2 separate regions of the Rattus norvegicus genome follow, and region 2 is linked to region 1. The links are chromatin contacts, called in public Hi-C maps. All regions are on one chromosome and are shown on one strand. Each heading gives the region's core, a stretch centred on a gene start, on an enhancer-like site or on the middle of the called end of the contact. The rest is flanking DNA. Distances are from core to core; before and after follow the strand shown. Region 1 has its middle 110 kb from the start of Map1b. Region 2 has its middle 51 kb from the start of Ube2v1-ps20.

Evidence for each region. Hi-C and Micro-C count contacts between places; a contact is called where the count stands out from the background.
Region 2: a contact with region 1 is called in a Hi-C map of frontal cortex, with 2.4 times the contacts expected there. The contact joins two enhancer-like sites. A contact is called at or near these places in 2 of 12 Hi-C or Micro-C datasets (Schwann cells and frontal cortex).

The regions. Positions count from the first base shown.
Region 1 is chr2:32,749,881-32,753,558 of GRCr8, reverse strand. No RefSeq gene overlaps it. Among named protein-coding and RNA genes, the nearest start is that of Map1b, 110 kb to the right of the region's middle. Within about 2 kb of position 1,433, at least 33 of the 93 cell types and tissues checked have an H3K27ac peak or open chromatin away from gene starts, as enhancers often do.
Region 2 is chr2:32,929,093-32,932,683 of GRCr8, reverse strand. No RefSeq gene overlaps it. Among named protein-coding and RNA genes, the nearest start is that of Ube2v1-ps20, 51 kb to the left of the region's middle. Within about 2 kb of position 1,988, at least 12 of the 93 cell types and tissues checked have an H3K27ac peak or open chromatin away from gene starts, as enhancers often do.

The DNA of each region.
Region 1 (3,678 bases), core at 184-2,683:
CCTGCCTGCTGGATTTCTTGTGACTCCCTACCCTCCCTCATAATATGTGTGTGTGTGTGTGTGTGTGTGTGTGTGTGTGTGTCCCTGTGTCCTTTCCTTCTCCACTAAGCTCCCAGATTTTTCATAGCAACAACTATTTATTTTATGTCTCCTAACCCAAATGCTTAAAGTGCCTGACACGTGGAGGGGATTCCATAAATGTCAGCTGCAACTCTACAGATAGCTAATGTCTGGTAACCGGAGCAGTCAGGAGCATGTATCCTACAAGGACTCTGTACAGACGAAGGCACAAAGGCACAGGAAACCCAGTGGGAAGGGCACAATGAAAGTGCCTTCCTAAGTGGTTAGCTTATCACCAGGGGCAGCTTAGCGACTGTGAAAAGCAAAGACTATTCAATAGGTATAATTGCCGTTCATCCCTTTCAACAGCTGGAGTCCCCATGTCCACACCTTGCCTCACAGCACACATGCAAGTTTAAATGCCTAAAATACCACGTTAATCTTCCAGAAACTTCTTTATGATGAGATAGAGCCAGGATAAAAACGTGTTAATCTTTAAAACAAGGACAGATGGCAAATTGATGCCACTACGAGGTAATAAGAGGACGCAGCACTGGTTCGGAATGTCTAGCGGACAATGGATGCTGCGCTCACGTTTACAGAGGGAAACAGGAAGCAACAGGAAGACCGAATGTGCTCCTTTGCCGCAGAGCTCTGGACTCTGCTGGGGAGTCGGGGGGGAGCAGAAGGCAGCGGCAGTTCAACCAACTGTTCTGTGTTACTGCGCTGACTCCTTTCTTTCATCAGCACCTTAAAGCAGAAGAAAGTGTAACCAGAGCCTGCCCTTGGGATTGGCCCACGTGACCCAGGCCAGCCAGAGCCCCTTACTGGCTCTTGGCAACAGTGTCTGTCATAGTTTCTCTGCTTCAAGGTTGTCCACAGTGGTACACATGAGCTTTTCTCTCTAAGGACATTTGGTCACTTTGTAATATATTCCTTTTGTAGGTTAAAAGAATTGCCATCCCTCTCCCCTTCCTGGTTCACGTCCCCTCTTCCTTCCTCACTGAGCCTCGATCTCTCTTATTCCAAACACATTGTTGATTTTCGATAGCTCGGCTCAGAATAAAAGAAAATGTGCTGTGTGACCAGGGACCTTAGACCAGGAAGCTTTAGACCAGGAAGCTGCATTATGGAGTTTGGTTACTCGGCTTTGTAAAGATGCTTTCTAAATCAAGCTAGAGTGTTTCCCAGCCCCTGGAACACATCTTTCTGTAGGAGGATAGGGTGCACCTCCTTCCATAGATCCGCAGACTTGAAAGCAGCCATCTTCCTCTCGCTACCTCCAGACCTCCCGAGGACCCCGATTGTGCTGCTCTGAAGCCTGTCGGCTACAAAGAGGCAGGAAACTGTGACTCACAGCGGAGCATGCTGGGACACTGATGGCTGGGTGGCCTGTGGAGAAACAGGCACCCCGTCAACTCCATCTGTGCGGAACAGTGTGTGTGAGCCCAGATTTCCCAGGCAGCCTCGGTTGAAATGTGAATGCGCAGATTTGGAAGCGTGCCTTATGGGTAATAGCAAATAACATCCTCGTCTTAGACAGATGTAAAGGATAAGGTTAATAAAATGTGCGGAGAAAGGAACTCTCACTGGACCAGCTAAACGGCAGCTGCTGCTGGCGGAGAGGGCGCTGCAATCCAGAGCTGCTGGAAATGTAAATGGAACTGCGGCTGCTTTCTTGGGAAAGCTGTTACATTGGAAAGGACACACTTGCTCAGACATGCCCGAGTAAAGGCAGCACATTCCAATCATAGCTACGTCTATCTTGTTTTAGTCTCATCATGGCTTCTCCTAACATCTGAAATTATGTATATACAGTATGTTGGAGTATGCTTCTTTTTATATAAGACATTCCGTACGTAGCTTCACTGCTACAGGTTACATACAGTAACGTTAACATATGCTACCATCCACTGGCGTAGGCTAGCATGCCGGTGTATATGAATATATACTTACATAGTTCACGCATACTGATAGTCATTGCTTTTAAGTATGCAATTTGATGAGTTTTAGAAAAACACAGACTTTATGCAGCCGTCCCCACCATTCAGTTCTGGAATACTTCTGTTGTCATGAAAGACTGTAGACCATTAGAGCCACATCTCCCTATAAGATCCAGTCTACCAGCTGCACCCCTTGACGATACATTGTATTCACAGCTTGTGCAATAGAAGGTACATTGGATTTTAAAGGAAGCTTCTACTTCTATTTGCCTCTTTTCTATGATTTTGCTTTATACTGCATAAATGCCTTTTTATCACACCCTTCTAGCTCTTCTTCCGACTTTCATCTCTAAAATGTTTGGGTGTTTACTCTAGAGATGAAACTGTGCGGTTTTGAATAGCTTTTTATGTTTATGAATGAGTTTTTGTGTGGTGTGTGTGCACACACACATGCCCATGCATGCGTGGGGAGGCCAGAGGAGGCTTCCCCCTCTCCTTATTCATTTGAGGCAGTGTCTCCCACTAAGCCTGGAACTTGTATGACTTTAACAGTTTGGTAGCCCATAAACCCCAGTGATGTTTCTATCTCTGTACCTTCCTCAAGTATTAGGGTTATGGTGAAGAAAAACAAACAAACAACAAACAAAAAATCACCCCTGGTTTGTTACATGGATGCTACAGTCTGTACTCAAGTCTTCATGGTTAGGAACAAGCACTTTTAACCACAGAGCCAGCCACCTCTTCCACCCTAAAACAAGTATCTTTATGTTATCATAGTCCAAGTCAATATCAATGTGTTTTTTTTACTGCGTCCATGCTATATTCTGAAAATATATCTTATATTCCAAGAGATCTTTTGTTGGACCTCACAGCCAGAGTTAATAATATACCTCGAAACCACTTAAGACTGCCATCCTCCTGTGTACTCAAAAACTGTTAATTTAAAGACAACAAAGTAACAGCCAGCTTCACCTGCCTTGAACATCTCACATAGTTGACTTTTACACCTAAATCTAATGGGCAGCCATACTCTTAAGTCTTCTGTGCCCCTGACCCAGAACAAGGCACGGGTATCAATTGCTGAAAAGCAGCAAACACAGAGCGTTGAAAGGAACTTCCTAAAACCTACTATAAATGCTGAAAGCCACCATTTATGGATAGTGGTTGGAAAACAATGTTACTCTTTAACTGGGTCAGTAGGGGGTCAGTTGGAGACACTGACTTAATCCCTTGCAAAATCCTGTTACAGCTGTTTGTACTCTATCCCATCCCTTTCCCTAGGCAATGCTTTCTGTGCTGTTGAATAAATACAGAGCAAACTCCTTTGTTAGAGACAGACACAGACATACACACAGCTCATACGACACACACAGAGAGAGAGAGAGAGAGAGAGAGAGAGAGAGAGAGAGAGAGAGAGAGAGAGAGAGAGAGGAGATGGGGAAGGCGGGAACAAGCACACATAATGGCACATAATGGCATACATGAACATACACAGGGACGGATTCACAAGACAGCCTTCAAGCAGACACAGATTCATACAACAGATAGGCAAGGAGAGCCAACACCAGGAGCACGAAGCAGAGAATTCAGGTCTAGACTCACACTTGGTTAAAGGACTCCAAGGGGAGTGCTTTCATTTCTTTCCTTAATGCAACATCAGTGCATTACTGGTGAC
Region 2 (3,591 bases), core at 739-3,238, 180 kb before region 1:
TTCTCTAGCAGCTTCATGTGTAAGCCGTGTCCTGTCTCTAGATGACAAGTGCCTTGAAGACTTGTGCCTGTGTATACGTACATCTTCGGTGCACGGTGGCCAGTGCAGGAATCCAAAAGATGGGTTAAGAATGTTTCGATTTCTTCATTTTTCTTTCTTTTTTTTTTTCAAAAAAAGTAGTGTTACTTGAAAAAAGAGAGAAATCTATATATTGATTTAGGGGGAGGGGGTGGCTCTGGCATTAAGGAGCCCTGACAGCTCTTTGTGGTTCTTAAAAAAAAGTGTGTTTTCTCCGTCCTCATTGTATAAATTTTGAGCAAAAGACAAGGTTGCCGCCCTTGGAATCTTGACATCAAAAGGAATGTTTGCTTTAGTGGGACCTGGCAAACTGCAGGTCCCGGAAGACCATGGAGCAGTTGCCAGTACTGGCTTTTAGAGTCGGCTGGCTGGTTTTTATTGCCAGTTAATAGCATTTGTATTTGTGCTTTCACAAATAGCCATGAGAAATCAATCGTCAGGCATGGGCATTGTGAGAAAACTACAAACAGGGTCCTACAAACCCAGGCTTTGGGTACGAACTGTACTTCAATAGCTCATTGAGTGAGAGAGGACCGGGGAAATGGATTTAACTGGGCACATCCTGTTCAAGAAGGGATAAGCAATCCCTGACGTTAATACTTCCCACATGCACTCACGGGGCTGTGAGAGCGCCTCTGCCTACAGACAACTGTCTCCATTTCATTCATCCGTGACTATAAGGGGTGCCCCTGTCATCGGCAGTGCTGGAGGAAACCCCAAATCCCAGGTCTCTGAAAGATTCATTACAGTAACAGAGAGGAACGAGAAAGTACAAGTTCTGCCTCTCCCGTTAACTTCCTGTAGGATCTTGGCCAAGTTACTTGCACTCTCCCTGACCCTGTATTTTTCTAGCTATTTTAGGATCTCTGCCTGATGATGTCAAATCACCTGGCTTAAAGGTGTATAAGGAGCTAGATGGGGGTGGCAACTCGATCCAGGCCATCCAATCTCACCTAGGATTTGAAAGTGAAATGGGCCACAAGGACCAGGGATCCATCTTGTCTTTTTCTAAAAAGGACAAGACACCAAATCGATCCTTACCATAGAAAGGTATGGGTCTGGGTCTGGGGTGAACGTGGCAGTGACCAGAAGCCTGTCTCTGAGCACAAATTCTAGTGTGATTTGTTTTGTATAAAGAATCTCTGGACAGCAGAGGTGTTTGAGGATGCTAATTTGAGCAGCTGAGAATCCTCAGGTCAGATGGGTATGTGGGAAGGAGAGGGGCTATCACGAGCTGCCCCTGGTGGCTGGTGGCTCTGCCTGGTGATGAGTGATGAGCTCTTACGGAAACAAAGGAAGCAACGGCATAGCAGGGGCCATCCCCGTGGGGACTGTAAGTGGCTGAGGCTCTTACCATCTGTTCTTCTCCAGTTAGATACTTAACAGGACGCTGAAAACCCAGTCGTTCTGACGAAATTACCAGGTTTTCCTCCTGAACTTAATTCTGCTAAGGCGAGGGAGGGGTCCTTCCGGCGAAATGCCTCTTTTCCAGTTTTCAGTTCTACCAGGAGATGGCGCTAGGGCTTGGTTCTTAACAAAGCCTTTTAGCAGCAAGCTAAAACCTCTGAGATAGGCAGGGTGGAGGCCGCTCCCTCAGCCCCTGCAGAGTCTCTATTTCTCAGGAGGTGGAAATCTCACCGTGGTATTCCTTGGGTTAAATAGTATTCTCTTCTCGTCTGGGCAAGAATTGAGTTTCTGGTGATGTGGCCTACGTTAGCTGTTATTGACTCTCCATCAGAAGTTCAAGTTCCTGCCTAAGCTGACATGAAACACAAAAGAATGGAGAGAGACTTTGAGGGAATATGATTAGAAATTTCCAGTACGTCGCATTAAAAATGTCGCATTAAAAAAACAGAACCACAGAGACAATATTACTTGGGACGTGGCAGACCTCTTAGATCACGTCATTTTTATTGCCCCTCAGACCCTTTTCCAGTAATCCACTGTTATCAGCCAAGAAATCAAAGCTGATGCCAGAGGTTCTGGTACAATCTGCTAGGAAGTATTTAAACTCGAGGAATCAGTGCCTGATATGATTAATAAAAATGTTCACCATCTCATAAGAACTGCCTACGTGTAGTTGCTTTCCCCAGCCCAGGCTGTGCCGACACAGGGATGTAATCTCATGTAAGCTACCGTTTTCGTCACTGTGTTAGGAGAGGATGTCTGAAAAGCAGCCGAGGAAGGATTTATGTTGACTTACAGTTCCAGAGGGATATTGATCACCATGGTAAGAGGAGTCATGGCAACAGAAGCTGGAGGTGTTTGTTTGCACTGCATCCACAGTCAATAAAGGGACAAAGACGAAGGCTTGAGTCCAGCCCACTTTACCTGTTTCATTCAGTTTAGAATTGCAGCCTATGGAATAGTATTGCCTATATTTTGTTAGGTCTTTCTACCTCATTAACCTCATCTCGAAAATTCCTCACAAACACGCCTGGAGATTTGTTACCAATATGACCAATATGTCATCAAGCTGACCATGGAGATGAACTGTCTGTCAGTGATCTGAGATCTGCATCTTCTTAGGTCAGAAAACCAAAGCTTAGGGTCAGTAAAAGTTTTCTGACTTATAAGCTGGGAAAGACGTCCATATGACCGGCCACAACACCACAAAGAGTGATTCTGGGACAGTGCCATGCACCCTGGGAAGAGTGCTCAGTGGCCCCAGATAGAATGGCGTAGTCAGACTTGGGAATGAACGTGAAGGGCCAGTAGTCTTTACTGGAATTAGCACTGTGCCAAGTCTGGTGGCATCTTGCCAAGAATGTAGAAGCAAAACTTCAGTTCTGCAGGAGTTGAGGCCCGTTCTCCTCTCCCTCTTTCCCCAGTTTACCACTCTCTGGGAGACTTCATCTTTCTGAAACTTGCTAACTATATTTCTCCCTAAGGGCATCTGACCCTGTTGATCCCTGACTGGATTTGTGTGGTAGCTTGAATGCGAGGCTCAGGCATTTGAACACTTGGTCCCCAGTTGGTGGTACCGTTTGGGAATCTTTAGAAGGTAGAACCTTGCTGGGGGAAGTATGCCACTGGGGAGTGGGCGTTGATAGTTTATATCTCCCCCAACTTCCTGTTTGTCCCCTCTTCTTCTTATGTGTGGGGGAAAAAGTGTAACCAGGTGAAAGGTGCTCCTTTCACTGCGCCATGCCTTAGTCACTACGAGGGGCTCGAGCCCTTTGGATCTGTAATTCAAATTAAATCTTTCTTAAGTTGCTTTTGGTCACGGTGTTTTATCACAGTGACACAAAAAGAATTTAACACAAGTGCCTTCCTCACAAATTCCCACTGTGTAGCTGGTTTTCCCCTTGGGACTAAGCTTTGTCTCACCATAGAGTTTAGGCCCTGCCCTCTGCCCTATGGCTGCTCCCTGATCATGAGTCAGTTCTATTTAAGATGAAATCTCAGTAGGCATGTTGGTTAGTTTTCTTGGATGCTTTCCTATTCCTCGTCACTAGAATGTAAGCTACAGGAGGCCAGGGCTCTGTAGATCTGGTTAGGCTACTTCAGACG